Regions from separate parts of the Mus musculus genome. Here all the other regions are linked to region 3. The links are chromatin contacts, called in public HiChIP or PLAC-seq and promoter capture Hi-C maps. All regions are on one chromosome and are shown on one strand. Each heading gives the region's core, a stretch centred on a gene start, on an enhancer-like site or on the middle of the called end of the contact. The rest is flanking DNA. Distances are from core to core; before and after follow the strand shown. Region 1 has its middle 20 kb from the start of Npy. Region 2 holds the start of 4921507P07Rik (RIKEN cDNA 4921507P07 gene). Region 3 overlaps Osbpl3 (oxysterol binding protein-like 3).

The links. Promoter capture Hi-C pulls out the DNA fragments that hold promoters and counts their contacts. HiChIP or PLAC-seq counts read pairs in DNA pulled down with a chosen protein or histone mark.
Region 1: a contact with region 3 is called in an H3K4me3 HiChIP or PLAC-seq map of bone marrow-derived macrophages, with 4 times the contacts expected there. The contact joins two enhancer-like sites. A contact is called at or near these places in 2 of 484 Hi-C or Micro-C datasets (bone marrow-derived macrophages and liver), 1 of 115 datasets of contacts at active chromatin or transcription factors (bone marrow-derived macrophages) and 1 of 9 other capture datasets (embryonic stem cells).
Region 2: a promoter capture Hi-C map of pre-B cells shows a contact between it and region 3, with 2.9 times the contacts expected there. The contact joins the promoter of 4921507P07Rik here to the enhancer-like site in region 3. A contact is called at or near these places in 6 of 39 promoter capture datasets (3T3-L1-derived adipocytes, hippocampal neurons, liver and 2 more), 1 of 15 datasets of contacts at CTCF or cohesin (embryonic stem cells), 7 of 484 Hi-C or Micro-C datasets (the N1E-115 cell line, bone marrow-derived macrophages, cerebral cortex and 4 more), 10 of 115 datasets of contacts at active chromatin or transcription factors (acute myeloid leukemia, bone marrow-derived macrophages, embryonic limb bud and 4 more) and 2 of 9 other capture datasets (embryonic stem cells and liver).

The regions. Positions count from the first base shown.
Region 1 is chr6:49,840,346-49,845,148 of GRCm38.p6, forward strand. No RefSeq gene overlaps it. Among named protein-coding and RNA genes, the nearest start is that of Npy, 20 kb to the left of the region's middle. Within about 2 kb of position 2,501, at least 3 of the 459 cell types and tissues checked have an H3K27ac peak or open chromatin away from gene starts, as enhancers often do. A contact at or near this core is called in bone marrow-derived macrophages, where this site is marked.
Region 2 is chr6:50,593,870-50,598,412 of GRCm38.p6, forward strand. It overlaps 4921507P07Rik (RIKEN cDNA 4921507P07 gene), which reads right to left and starts at 2,721. Exons shown (of 10, transcript NM_027564.3): 1 at 2,574-2,721; 2 at 1,929-2,084. The coding sequence starts at 2,062. 5430402O13Rik (RIKEN cDNA 5430402O13 gene) reads left to right here. Exons shown (of 3, transcript NR_027892.1): 3 at 503-996.
Region 3 is chr6:50,302,021-50,307,181 of GRCm38.p6, forward strand. It overlaps Osbpl3 (oxysterol binding protein-like 3), which reads right to left. Exons shown (of 24, transcript NM_001347213.1): 21 at 997-1,141. Among named protein-coding and RNA genes, the nearest start is that of Gsdme, 43 kb to the left of the region's middle. Within about 2 kb of position 3,076, at least 97 of the 459 cell types and tissues checked have an H3K27ac peak or open chromatin away from gene starts, as enhancers often do. A contact at or near this core is called in acute myeloid leukemia, bone marrow-derived macrophages, cerebral cortex and 2 more, where this site is marked.

The DNA of each region.
Region 1 (4,803 bases), core at 1,251-3,750, 460 kb before region 3:
TGGTATCAGTCTCTAGCACAGGTGGTTAGTGGGTTTGCTTGACAGTAATGATGTATAGTAATGAAACCCTGAAGGAAAAGATGGGGCTTCTCTAGAGGAAGATCTTGTACTAGAGATGAAAGGATCATCTTTCATATGGTTAACATTGCATTTTCTTCTAGTTTTGGGGTGTGTGTGTGTGTGTGTTGTATGAGCAAAGTTATGTGGGTGCATTTACTGATATGTACAGATACATGTGAACCTGCAGATACATGTATGGAAGTCAGAGATTGACTTGGGTTGTCTTCCTCAATCATTCTCCCTCTTTGTTTTGAAATGAGGTAGCCCACTAATCCTGATTTACCAGACTTGCTGGTCAATGATCTCTAGCAACCTGCCCATCTCAGTATCCTCAGTACTGGAACTCCAGGCAAGTTGTATCACACCCAGCTTTTCACATGGACACTGGGATCCAAATTCAGGTCCTTATTCTCTATCAGTAAGTTCTTTATTGACTGAGTCATCTCCCTCCTCTGACATTGTGTTTTTAATACTCAAACCTACCCAAATGATAAAGGGGGCTGCTTTTCTCATCTGTTCTTGAGAAATTTACTTGTGGAACATACTGTCTAACTTTCCCCTAAATCATTTTTCTTATTCTGCCTTAAAAGATTCAAATTTCCCATTGATATCAAGAGAGGCAAACACTCTCATTCAGAGTAGTGACTTCTATGACTCATTCCATCACTAATTTGTGACTTCACATCACTAATTTAAATCTGGGAAGTCCTAACTGAGCTTTTTCTTTGCCCCAAAGATTTCTTTTACTCTTCCTGAGATATCCAAGGGCAACTAGCAGCCTGGTGTGAGGGTGATGAGCCTGACTTTATATGCTGTTCTTCTCCAGAAACTTCTTGAACCCAGTGAAGCTGGAATTTCTTTTCAATGATGCCTGGACTTCCAGGCCTAGCATGGAGAAGAGCGTGGATCTTCTCTAGTGTTGATTGTTGCTGTAGGTATAAGGCTTAGTTGTGTAATAATGGATATATTTTACTTTATTTTCCTCTTTCAGGGAATGTTCTCCCTGCCAAGTTTAATGACTCCATGATAATCAGAAACAGCACTGTTCCAGGAAGTGAGAAAATGTCTAGTTTTCCTCAGCAAAATGGTGACTGTGACCTTCAGGACAGCCTTTAAGGCTGTGGGAAAGAACTCTAAAAATACAAGTTCAAGAATACATAAATCAGTGTGAGAACTGTTCTTTAAAGGATTTCTCAACTATGCAAAAACTAAGGATGCAATATTAATTGCTTCATGGATCTAAAAGAACAAAGACAGCTACACTAATAAGCCAGCTTTGTCAGAAAGATAGTGAGAAAAGGACAAAGAGATTTAGATCAGGGCAAGATCCCATCAGGCTAAGCTTATTGTTTGTGTTTGTAGTTGAACAAGAAATGGTTTGGATTTTTAATTTTGAATAAACTACAATCCAGAAATAGAGGGCACAGTTGTGATCAAGATCTTGAAGAATAGTGGCCATGATAAGCTTAGGCCCGGGCATGGTAGTACACACCTTTAATTTCAGGAGTCAACGGCAAGCAGATCTCTGAGTTTAAGACCAACCTGGGACAGAGCAAGTTGTAGGTGAAGAAAAGCTTAGGTCCAGGCCTGGTGGTACATGCCTTTAATCCCAGAATTCAGGAGGCAGAACCATGCAGATCTTTGAATTCAAGAAAGTCTGTGTAAAAGCAAGTTCCAGGACACCCAAGCTTAGGCAGTGAAGGAGTTGGAAAACATAAACCTGGTGATAATGCAATAGAACAATGGGAACATGTCCCAGATCCAGCAAGCACCAGAACTCAGCAGCTTTGGCCATGTGGCTTTGTCTTTAGAGTCAAGGGGCTAAGGTCATAAAATATTGATTTGTGGGATAATCTAAAGGGAGCTGGGGTAAATGATTGAATTAATAGGCAATTCCTAAGGAAGTAGCTTATGCAAAATAAAAGACTGTGCTTTGGTCTGCAAGATAGAGCTATCTTAAGCAGAGAGCTATCTCAACCAGAACATAGAGCTGACAGCTTACCTCCATCACTAAATCTAAGTCATTCGCCTGCCGCTCCCAAAGACCCCTTCCTCAGGACTTCTGACAAGCTGAGGCTGGTCCTCAGCATGGACAGTGACCTCTGAATAGTGGATTAATGGTTCTTGTCAACAGCAACTCATTGTCTCTCTTTTGGGGTAGCTTAAGCTTGGTGGGCCTTATCTAATGAGCCTTTAGTGTGGCTATCTGCCTACCTAATGACTCCTGGTTATAAGATCCATTCAACTGGCAGCCCAGATAGCCCTAGCTGACATAGTCAGAGCACAAAGAAGAAAAGGGAATCACAGACCTCTTCTTGCACTTACACATTCGACAGTGCCACTGTCCTTTTGGATGCTGAGATTTAGGAAGGACATACTTCATGCCCCTTTGCTGTATATTTACTTCCCTTTCCCTTCACTACACATTGAGCAAGAATCCCAGAGCAGCAGCCCATGACACATAGTCTGACCTCTTTGTCATCTTACTCTCGGTTTTGGAAAGGGCCCTCAGTTTTCCTGCTTGATGCCCCTTTGGCAATGACTCCTTTTCTTACCTTCCTGGTTCCCCTCCCCAGAACCATTAAATACCAGGGCAAAGGGCACTATGCTAAAAGGAGAAATGCAGTGGGAGGTATTTCTGTTTTATATCTCAGGACAATGCAAAGTAAAACATCAACCGTTGTGTGTCCAGAGCAGAGCCACTGACTGATGTCAGCTTACTACAGAGCTAAGCTCTGGCCTGCCATTCACAGGTCTCAGGGGTATTCCTTAGACATTGATTGCTTTGAGTGTGAGGCCCAAGAGGTAACAAGTTCATGACATCACCCTTGGACTACCTCCAACTACAAATTTTGCCTTGTAATAAACTTTGAACCAACTTGCTATTTTTTAGTAATACTGAGGTATTATTTTTAGTAACATCCTTCCAATCACCTTGCAAACGGAAACATCACCAAGGAGGTCAGGAAGCCCAGGCCAGCAAGGTTAAGTGCTTCCCTAAGAACAGAGTCTCAGGCTTGTTTATTCACTTCCAGGCCATTTCTCCGTATGACCTATTATCTATCACTGGTAGCAATGATGTACAATGAATAACACAGCAAGGATTGGGCAAGTGATAAAACCCTTTCTCTTCAAACTTTCTTCATTAAAGTTCCATAGTCCAACAGCATATGGCCTATTAAAATGCAGAATACACACACGTGCTCGCGCGCGCACACACACACACACACACACATTATGTGTTGTGTGTGTGTGCGTGTGCGTGTACGTGTGTATATATTAGAGGATGAGAGGATCAGTCTTCATCATTGCTGAGCATTATAATAGCTAGCTAGATATAACAGTATAATAGCTCAATAGGTGTGACTTTTCCTAAGGAAAGCCAGATGAGAGTTGGTTTTATAAAGATGAACAGAAGAAGATGAAGTGGGTTATGAGTCTGTCTCAGGTGGGTGGAAATTTATGCTGGGAATTTATTAGTCAGTTTTCTGTTGCTGTGATGGAACACCGTGATCAAGGCAGCCTATAAAAGTGTGTAACTGAACTCAGAGTTCCAAAGTATTATATTCCATGATGGCAGAGTGAAGGTTTGGTGGCAGGAATAGTTGAGAGCTCGTATCTGGGATATCAAGCTGAAAGCAGAGATTGCTTCAAGATGTGTGAGTCTTCTGAAACGTTAAAGGTTCACCTAGTGGCCTCCTTTAGCAATGTCACACTGAATCCTTTCCAGTCTACCATAAGCTTGTGGTCACAGGCAACTTCAAAAGTCCCTGTGGTCTTTCACAGTACTAGAGTCCAGTCTTTTCTGAGACTCAAGGCAATCTCTTAATTGTAAGCCCCATAAAAGAAAAGAAAAGTTACATCCTTCAAACATACAATGGCACAGAAGATAAAATACTATTTTTAAAAAATGGGGAAATACTAGATGTGAGAAAGACCAGAACTGAGCAGAAAATCTCCAACTCCTGTGGTTCTATGTCTGAGGTCAGAAAGCTTAGATGGCTCTGCATTCTTGGCTTCCTTTTCTACAACACATGCCTCCTTCTTGGGCTGGTTCCACTCCCTGTTTGCAGCTCTCCTTGGTAGATATATCAGGGGTCTGCTGTGTTCAACATCTTGGGGTCTCCAACACAACTTGGGCTTTACTTCCATAGCCTTATGCGATGTTCTCGTGTCCTACATGCAGGGACACACACCTGGCCTCAGTGACCCTCTGTGACCATTGGGGAAGATTCTACAACCCCTTTACATATATGTCCTTTGTGATTCTAAAACCAAAACCATGTGGATAATATTTCCAAGAATGGCTGCTAACTCAGAGTGACCTCTGCTCCTATTGAATTACATTTGCAGCAGCTTTAAAATTACTTAGGTTTATTTCTTTTACAAACTGGAAACTTTGCAGAGTGAGGTCTTACCCTAATGGCACCCCTCCCTTTCTTCCAATGTGTATCAGGCTTCTTCTTAATCTCCTTATCTCTTTCAGCACAAGCCTTGACTCCAACGTTAAATCTCCTGGTGCTTTTTTCTCTTTAAACTGTATATTATTCACACACACACACACACACACACACACACACACACACACAGAGAGAGAGAGAGAGAGAGAGAGAGAGAGAGAGAAATCTGTATAAGACTAATTATTAATAACTACATAATTGAGTCAATATTAGGTTCCCTTGAAATCTCTGCCAAGGAAACCATTTCATTACTTTTAATTTAGCCTCAGGCAAGTTCTTAGGG
Region 2 (4,543 bases), core at 1,471-3,970, 290 kb after region 3:
AAAGCAAGGCTTGCTTGTGAGAAGCCAGGAATGGTTGTTCTGCTTTCAATGGCCTCTCACACTCTGGATGACTGATCACGTGGGCACTTAACTGTCTCAAATGTTTTCAAAAGCACTGAACATGTCAAACATCTGTTTACTTATTTATTATTAATAAGAGTATTTTGCCTGCATGCATGTACACCACATGTGTGCCTGGTGCTCAGAGATTTGGGAAGAGGGCATCAGATTCCATATAGCTAGAGTGTGAGCTAGCACCTGGACCTGGGCCCTCTGTAAGAACAGCAAATGCTCTGAAAGCTGAGACATCTCTCTAGCCCTGAAAAAAATTTCTTTTGCAAAGAGCAGGTTTATAAATTGAAATGGATCCATGAAACCCGACCAGGACAGTAAGAGCCTAAATGTAAGAGCAGTCTCTTGGAGAACCAGTATTGGTGCTCAGACCCTGAGGGAGACCCTTGAAGAGCTCCAGGCCTGGTAATAATTACTTATCATTTCACAGGTTTCAGACTGAAAAGCCAGAAAAAACAGGTAGAAGTTACAAGAAAGAAAAAGTCTTTTTAGAAACACCACAAAGAAAATGATCAACAATCAAGAACAGACAAAAGCAGAATGGATTGGCTGTGTGGAAGGTTTTTGTTTTATGAGTGTGTGTATATGCATGACTGTATGTATGGTACACGTGTGTGCAGTTGCCCTAGGAGGCCAGGAGAGGGCACTGCATCTTCAGGAACTGGAATTACTGGTGGTTGCAAGCTGCCTAATGTAGGATATGGGAGCCAGACTCACATCTTGAGAACCAAACTTGTGTCCGTAGGAAGAACAGCAAGTGCTCTTAACAGATGAAGTATCTTTCCAGCCCTACTTTGGAAGTGTTTAAACTGAGATAAGGTGGCTTTCTGTCTTAATTCCCTAAGAATAAAGAAAAAAGTTTGTTGTATGTGTTTCTACGCAGATTGTGAAGCCAGAAGTTGACATTAAACATCTTCCTTGACCGCACTTCACTTTTTGAGAGTGGGTCTCTCACTGAACTTGGGGTTTACAGATTTTACTAGACTAGCTAGTTATTGAGCCCCAGGGATTCCAGGGCTCCTCCTGTCTCTGCCTCCCCAGCACTGGGGTGACAGGTTCATGCCACCTTCACTTGCTTTTTATGTCCCTTTTAATGCTTCCTATTTTACTAGGGATCAAATTCACATCTTCAGGCTTGTGTGATCAGCACTGTGCCAGCTGAGACATCTATCTACCTATCCTCGTCTACAAAGAATTATTAGGGGTTTGGCCGTGTGAAATTAGAAGAACACACCTACACAAGGTACTTAGAAACAGAGCCTTATTCTTCCTCTAAAAATCAAGTAAATCACAGGGTTGGGGGTGTAGCTGAGACAGAGTTTGGCGAAATATGTGTCTGTACCCTACATATATCACAGGTGAAAGAGGGTAACAGTTCTACTCTATTCATGGCTGTCATGAGGAGCGAAAGGTCTACAACAAAACACAGCATCATGTTTGCCACCAACTCTGGGATTCTTTCTTGGCAGAAGGTGTTGGTGGGCAGGCTGTTAGTACCGTAGTGCTCTATTAAAACACTCTCCAAGTGAAGGAAGGGGCCATCCTAGGGTTCTAGAACAGGGCTGGAAAGGTAGGTTGGTGGTAGTGTTTGCCTTGCAGGCATGGTCTGGACTCAGTCCCTAGCAAAACACACACACACACACACACACACACTTGTAGAATGCAGTGGAAGAATATGCCTCCCTTGTTATAGCCTACAGCCCTTTTCCAGTTTTAACAGATTAACCATGTAGTTTACTCATGCTTTGCCTTCTCCTTCATGTGATATATGGGAGTGCTCACGTGTGTGTGTGTTATAGAAAAAGTCACGAATGCAACGACATCTTTCTCCTGCGTTTTTCTAACTTTTGTTTTACCTGGCTTGTGAAGCAGTTGGCCGAATAGTTGTTTCGTACGGGGTGTGCAGTCCGTTAGAGTAAAAGGTGTTTGACAGAATGTCAGCTCCTTCAAGGTTCCTGCAGCAGTGGGGCCTGCCGTGAATTACCTCCATGCTTCTTGCCTAAAATGTTAGTCTGGAGATAAGTAAATAGATAAAAATGAAAATTTGGACTTGTAAACTGCCTTGGTTAGACCGGACAGGAAACAGTTTCTGCTGGCAAAATTCAACTCATCGATGCACAAAAACCAGAGGCTTATTTTCTTACTGGCTGTGAGGGTCTGTGGATGCTGTCAAACCTGTGGAGATAAACTGAAGCAAACCTGCAGAGTGGAAGATGAACACATTGTGAAACAATTCATGTCTCACCTCAAATGTAACAATATTCAAGAACAATCAGGTAACTTCTAGCGCGGGGGCCTTTCTAAGCAGGGAGACTCGTCATTAACAGGTCAAGAGCCCTTCCTCTCAAGGCTCTGCAATTCTGTTTCTCAGGCAGTTAAACTGGGTGGTGCGCACCTCTGTCCTCATGGGGGACATTGGGTTCCCCAGAGCGCTGGAGAGAAGCCCGTCCCTTCGGAGGACTCCGGTCCCTAGAAGCCGTGCAGCCAGGGGTCGCACGCACCTGACACATCTGCCCCGGAGCGCTGCCCGACCGCGTCTCCCTTTCTTGTCTCGGGATCTGGTGGGTCTCCTCTCCGCGGGGCGTGGAATTTCGTGGTCTTCCGCACCTGCGGGCCCCGGGAGCGTGCGGGCAGGTGCGGGGGAAGAAGGCCAGAGGGCTGCGGGCAGGCCGGGGCGGGGTTGAGGCTGCCTGTGACGGCGGCGGTGACCGCGCACTAGGTAACACATCCTGAGGGTGGGGCGCTGGCCGACGTGTGGCGGGGAGCCCTTCAGAGGATCTTAGACCACCAGAATTGGAAGAGAAGCCGGAAGTGAGGAAAGAGGGCTTTGTGGCTAGGGGAAAGGTGGAACCGCCGCGTTTCCGCTTCAACCTCATGCCTGGCCCCGGAGTCTTAGCGCCTTTAAACTCCTGCATGTGCCAGAGGCGCTCAACTACAGACTCGGCCCCGCCCCTGCGCCCCGCCCCCTTCTCAGGCCCCGCCCACCCGCCTCTCTTCGCGGTCCCTGGGGCCTTTTTCCTTCAGGCCTGGTCCCGCCCTTCTACCCAAGTCCCACCTCTTCCCTCCCTCGCCCCACCTCCTGAGGGCACCAGTCCAGTCCTAGGCCCCGCTCCGGCTCCGCTGCCTCACGCCCCGCCATAGGCTGACCTCAGGCGCCCTCTGGCGGCGCTGGCTTGGCAGACTATCTGATCTACAGTTGCCCTAAGTTGGGTGGGTGAGCATGCTTTCTCAAGGTGTGAGGGAAACAAAAGCTCTGGTCCTGGGAAGGAGAGAGAGAAGATCTTTGTGTAAAAAAAAAAAAACAAAAAACAACAACAACAAAAAAAAACAGATTGTTACAGTTTGCAGTGTGATGTGCTCTTAAGTTCGTCAGAGTTACAGAAAAGCCCAAGGCAAGGAGGTATCTTTTCTACTAGCTGGTGGTTCACCCAGCTTCTCACAGCTCAGAAGAGTTGGAGATCTACTGGTAGCCTATTGAACACTATATCAGAGAAAGGGACACTCTCAAGTCCTAAATTATGGATAAAGCTCTTGCCATAAACCAACAGGATGAAGAATTTGGGAAGGGTGCAAGCCCTGGCCTACAGGAAGGGAGCTGGACTTTCATGGTATCAGGGGAAAAGCCATCATCTTTCTTCAAATCAGTACAGCAGCAGTGTTTGGCTTTTCTCAGTGCTTATGTTGCTTTCTGCAGAATTGAATATTAAAAACTGCTTGGTTTACAAAGGTCTTTTGAATTTATTATTTCCAATTAAGAGACAAGGGAAACCTGCATATCAGATCTTACACTCTCCTGACTCTTCGAGGAGCCAGAACAGTTAACACTCCCTCCCCCTGATGACTCTCGGGCGGGGGGAGGGGGGCAAATTCCAGCCTTGGGAACAGACGAAAAGCAGCATAGTCTAGCCTCCACATCACTGAAATGCACACCCCCTTTTGATTAACAACCAACATTTCTCCTGTGCAGAAGGGTCCTGCCCTTGAAGGAAGCAGAGGCTAATATCCTTGAAATGATAAAAGCCCACTCTGGGACTATGGAAAAGAGACAATTAAGTGTCCCCAGACAGCTGTGACGTTTGTAGAAATACACCAACTTCTGATAGCACAAGTTTCTTTTCCCAGATCACAAAGGTCCCTTTCCAGCTGCGCGGCTCTGCCCCACTGTCTGAACCAATGCTATCAGGTTTGAAGGACAGCATTCCTTTACCCCTCGTGTAATGCCAAGGCTTGGAGACCCCGCTTGCGGTTTTTTTTCTTTATAACCCCCCTTTGCTTAGACCTGGGGGTTTACTCTCCTTCCTGTTCCATCAGGAAGGTTGGTGGCCCGAGCTTGAGCTTGAATAAAGACCCTCATGGGATTACAGCAGGTTGTGATTCCTGGTGGCCTCTTTGGGGTTTTTACAGTCTGAGCACAACACCAACACTATTAGCCTTAAGTGTCAGGAATACCCATTAAGTGTGGGGCCAAGGT
Region 3 (5,161 bases), core at 1,826-4,325:
AGGGAAGATGGTTTCCTCCAACATGGGCCAGGGGAGCTGGAAGCCCACGTGGAGACACAGTCAAGGAAGAATGGTGAAGATCTGACAGTAACCCACGAGAGGCTGTCAGCAAATGAGAGACTGGCATGCAGCCTTGTGGGTGCCTCTGAAGCTAGAACGGCAGCTCCTGGGACACTATTCCAGTTCCACAACAGCCTTGAGGATGGAAGAAGATGCGGCTGCAGCCTCCTGTAAGGGACACCACTGACCCTACAGTCACATCTCTTCCTAACAGAACACAAGCCCAACTTCAGGTGAACGTGTGTTACATGTTTCCTCCTTGGTCTGTGTCTCTGATTCCAGTAGGCTGCAGAGGTAACAACACGGGGCCATCACCCCTCAACTTATTATTAAATTCCCACCTCAACCCCCAACCCTTCTCTCCCTCGTTTAAACAGACTAACCCCATTCTTAAAGGCCTCATCTCAGGACAACGGTTTAAGAAAACGACTCCAACTTGGAAACAGGCTCTTTTTGGATCTGAAGACGAAAGGGTTGCTGGTACAGCCGGGGCTTCCACCACTTTCTTGACACAAGTGCTCCAGGGGGAGTGTCCTTCTGGGACTACAAGGGGGAGACTGGGGAGGCTTTTGGGGTTGGAGCAATTGGGGGATCCTGCATGCTTTGGGAAGCCTAGGCCACTCTGTCATTTCTACGGACAGTTTGCTCCAGAATTACTTGCGTTTTGCTGTTATTCCAACAAGGCCTGTTATGGTGCCATGTGTGAACCCCTAGAGCCCATCAGGCCACCCTTGGGTTGGCAGTGGCTCCTTTCTGAGGTCCCAAGGACCCAGAACAACTGAGATGCTGTTGTAAGCATGAGAAGGATTTGACAGACCGGCCAGTAGCACTAACCTCATTCAAGCAATGGCAGCTAGACACAGAGCAGCGCTCCCCCACCCCCGCCCTGAGGCAGCTACTCATCAGCTATAAGCTTGGGGTCTGGCCGACACTCACTTGCTCTCCAGACGCATGTGGAAGAGGAGGCGCCGCCACAGTAGATGCTCTCGTGCCATTTCCCAAACAGCCGGTGCACAGCCTTCCCACTGCGGTCGAACACCGTGCCTTCGATCTCGTGGGCATTAGTGCTCCAGTACTTAGCCTAGGACGCAGATGAGAAGTCTGGGTGGGACTCTGGTATTCACTTATTACAGGTATTGTGAAAGAAAAAGGAAGCAAGATAAAGATGTGAGGCCGGGTGTAGGGGTGCTCTTCGGTAAGGAAGGCAGGAGTTCAAGGTTATCCTCAGCTGCAAGGTGAATGGATCAGAGGCTGGCCTTGACTTAATGACGCCGCGTCTCCAGGGAAAGGAAAAAAAAAAATAACGCCACAATAGTGTTTCTATATGGCCCGTTCTGGGTTGTTTATTTTGTAAACAAATACAAATTATATGTTTTTATCATCTAAAAATATTTTAAACTATGTACACATTGTGGAATGGCTAACTCAAGCTAATTAGCATGTTTTTACCTCACATTTATTTAGGTGAGAGCACTTGAGAAAGTGGTTGGCAGTTTTCAAGTCTATAGATACATTGTTAATGGCTCTCTTGACTTTGCAGAGAGATTGTATCCTTTGATCAGTAATTTCCCTAGGCCTCAACCCTACCTCTGGTAACTAACACCCTACTTCCTGTTTCTAGGAGTCAATATTTTTTGTCCCACTTACAGATGAGGTCATGGGGCATTTTTATGGGCCTGGCTTATTTCACTTTGCACAGTATCTACATTCCTTTATGTATATATTGCAAATGACAGGACTTCATTGTTTTTACGTCTGAGCCGTATTCCATTCTGCCTCGATGCCGTATCTAAGTGTTGATGGCCCCGAGGCTGATCCCTTTGCTCCGGTGAACAGCGGTTCCATGAACTCAGGAGTGCAGATGGCTCTTTGGGTCTTCATGTCCTTTGGCTGTCTACTCAGAGAAGCTTAGTGTTTTGAGGACCTCCATCCTCCCTGAAGGCCATGTTAACGCCCATCCCGTGGCAGTGTGCAGGGGCTCCCATCTCTTCAGTTCCTCTCAGCATTTTGGTGCCAGCTGTTCTAAGCAATGGTTTTACTTGGTATTTCCTGAATGACATGACGAGTGATACTGAACGTCCACTCAGCTGTTGGCTGTTCGCTTTTAGGGATGATTTTAAAGGTACTTTTGTTCCCCCTTTTCTGGGAGGCAGGCTCACTGCCACCTAGCTGTGCTTCTAGCTCTATTTGCCTTTGTTGAAAACAGTGGTGTGTGTGTGTGTGTGTCTGTGTGTGTGTGTGTGTGTGTGTGTGTGTGTGTGACAGCACACACATGGAGGTCAGAAGGTAACTTTCAGGGGTCACTTCTCTCCTACCACGTGGGTTCTGGATGCCAAGTTCAGATCCTGAAGGCCTGCAACCAAAGCTTCTAACCTCAAGCCCGGCTTGCTGCACTTTCCGTAGCATCTTCTCTGAGATGGGATCTTGCCATACAGCACTTACAATGTCCTCCTGCCTTACTCTCCTGAGTCCCCAGGGTTGGTGTGACTGGGGTGCACGTCCATACACTCCATTCACCCACTGTTTCCTTGCAACTGAGTTCCATTTTATGCTTTGTTCTTATCAGATTACAAATATTTCCTTTTTTGCATGTGGAAATCCAGTTGTCCCAACAGAATTCTTGAAGAAACTGCCCTTTCTCACCATGCGTTACTCGGATTCTTTTTGAAATCAATTAAATATAAACATGTGGCTTTATTTCTCCGCTTTCTAGCTTCCTCCCACAGCCTAGCTAGGCTCTGGATTTAAACAAAACCAAACCAACCAGCCAAACCAAACCAGAACAAAACTTCTGCTACCCAATGTAAACTGCAGTTAACTTCCTATTTGCAGCTTGTAACCCAGTAACGCACATTTGCAGAGGTGATGGACTTTTTCTACTTTTGTTTCACGTGACACAGGAACACAAAACTCAGTTCTTAGATTCTGCCAAGTATCGAGTACATTGCAAGTGCTATCTGGCCAGTGCATTAGGTGCTGCTCCACCATGTCACTGTGACTAATGCCTGGGAGCTTTCACTTCTGCAATTTAAAATTAACTCATAATTCTTTTTACTTGAAGAAAACAGTCATTTGCAGACCAGTTAAAGAGGTTGCATAAAATCGCAGTTTGTACTACTTCCTCCATTCTAGGCCCAGTCCAGCAGCAGGGCCCTTGTACAAGCTACTTCCTCAGTATCTATCAATGGTGGTCTGTGAGGCAGCCTGGCTTGTGGCTTATTTTGCCTCAGTCCTGGCTCATCCCATCTCCCAGGCCCATAGCTCAGTTCAGCCTTGTTTATGCAGTACCACTCGGCAGCCAGCAGAGGGAGCACTAACTCCCTAAAGGTGATGCTTCAGAAATCTCCAACTGCCTGGCCACCCTTAAAATTCCTCATGGACAGAAGGCATTCATTCCTCCATAAATCAAAAGCCCCAGCACTATTCCCAGTGGAAACAACAGCCATATTTGGAAAGCGGGAAATCTGAGTAACATTTCCAGGTCGTTTTCTGCCAGTTCCAGGCTTTGGTAAAATGCAAAGAGAGGTGGGACACATCAGCCTGGAGATGTGAACGGGGAAATTACAAAGTGAGTGCTGCAGCCATGTAAAAGTGACAGGGAAGAAAGGAGCCAGACCTTTATTGGGAAGTAGGGCTCAGATTTTTCCATTTACGATATTTATCAACAAATCAAATGTTGACGGCTAGATGGGAAGTCACAGAGGAGACAGCCATGTCCCCAAACGTGTCTGGCATCTGTGGCTGAATTATTTCAATGTCTGATGCTCATCTCCAAAACCAAACCTCTTTCCTGTAGAATGGGGCATGATGGTGCACACTAGTACTCTCAGTATCTGAGGATGGATGCAGGAGGACTGCTCTGGGTTGGAGGCAAACCTGGACTCAAACACATTAACGCATTCTTTCTCTGGTCCCGGAGTAGACGGTAGCTAAGGAAGTGAGCACACTCCCTTGAGCCGATGTGGACAGCTATTCTTCCTGGACTAGAGGGACACATTCATGCCCCAGGTTGCCTTTGGCTTCTTTCTGAAAAACACGTAGGCAAAGTTTTCCAAGTATTTTTGTACTTTGAAATTTTCTACGAAGTACTGTCATTGCTGGTTTTATGCCTGTCTGCAACCTCATTTGACTTATAAATTATCATAAAAAACCCAGCCAACCTCACAAATGCACCCTGTGGGTTACAGGTGGTGCAGAGGATCCGGTGAAGTCAGACTCAGGATTTTGATCGCAGTCAGGTACAAGCATCTTTGACAAGGGTTTTTGCTCTCAAGCAACTTCATATACAAGAAAGCTTTAAAAGAAAGAAGACTCTAGGAGAGAAAGGGGTGGGGCGAAAATCCAAGAGGTTGGAGAGAGACCCTACGTATGTTCTTGCATCTGTGGCCTTTCCATTTATCTGTAAGGTTCCGAGCCTCTGTGCTTTGAATCAAGTGGCAGTCAGGGCTGGAGGATGAACAGGAACAAGCAGACTTTCACTGTTGTGAAACTACGGGTGTGGAGCAGAGAGACAGAGAGACAGACAGACAGACAGACAGACAGGGACAGAGACAGACAGGTAAAGAAATAACGAGTAAGCTAACTAACTCCAGTGCTAACAAATATCTTGAAGAAAATTTGATCATGAGAGTTGAAGACAGAGTGAGGTGGTGACATCAGAAGAGGAGGCTGGGGAGGGGGAAGTGAGGCAAGAGGGGCCAATGTGGTTGGTGGCTGAGGAGGCAGACAGTGGTGAGAGGGCAGCAGGAGCTGGGAAGGAATGAGGGTGTGTGTGCACGTGCCTCATGCATGTGCCTCACGCATGTGAAGGCCCTGGTATGTGCGTGCATTACAGGGTTGAAAGTGGGCAGTGCTGATGGTGCAGAGCCTTGCAGGCTACTGAAAAGATGCAGACTTCTACTTAAAAAGAGAGAAGGGATGTTGGGGATTGGTTTGAATGTTTTGAATTAATCAGGGAATCTGCCTGTCCAAATGCTAAAGGTCTTTGTCCCCAATTGCTTTCTGATTGATCAATAAAAAGCCAACGGCCAATGGCTGGGTGGAGAGAGAGGGGCAGAACTTTTAGATTGCACAGGCTAGGAACTGGAAGAGAGGAGAGGAG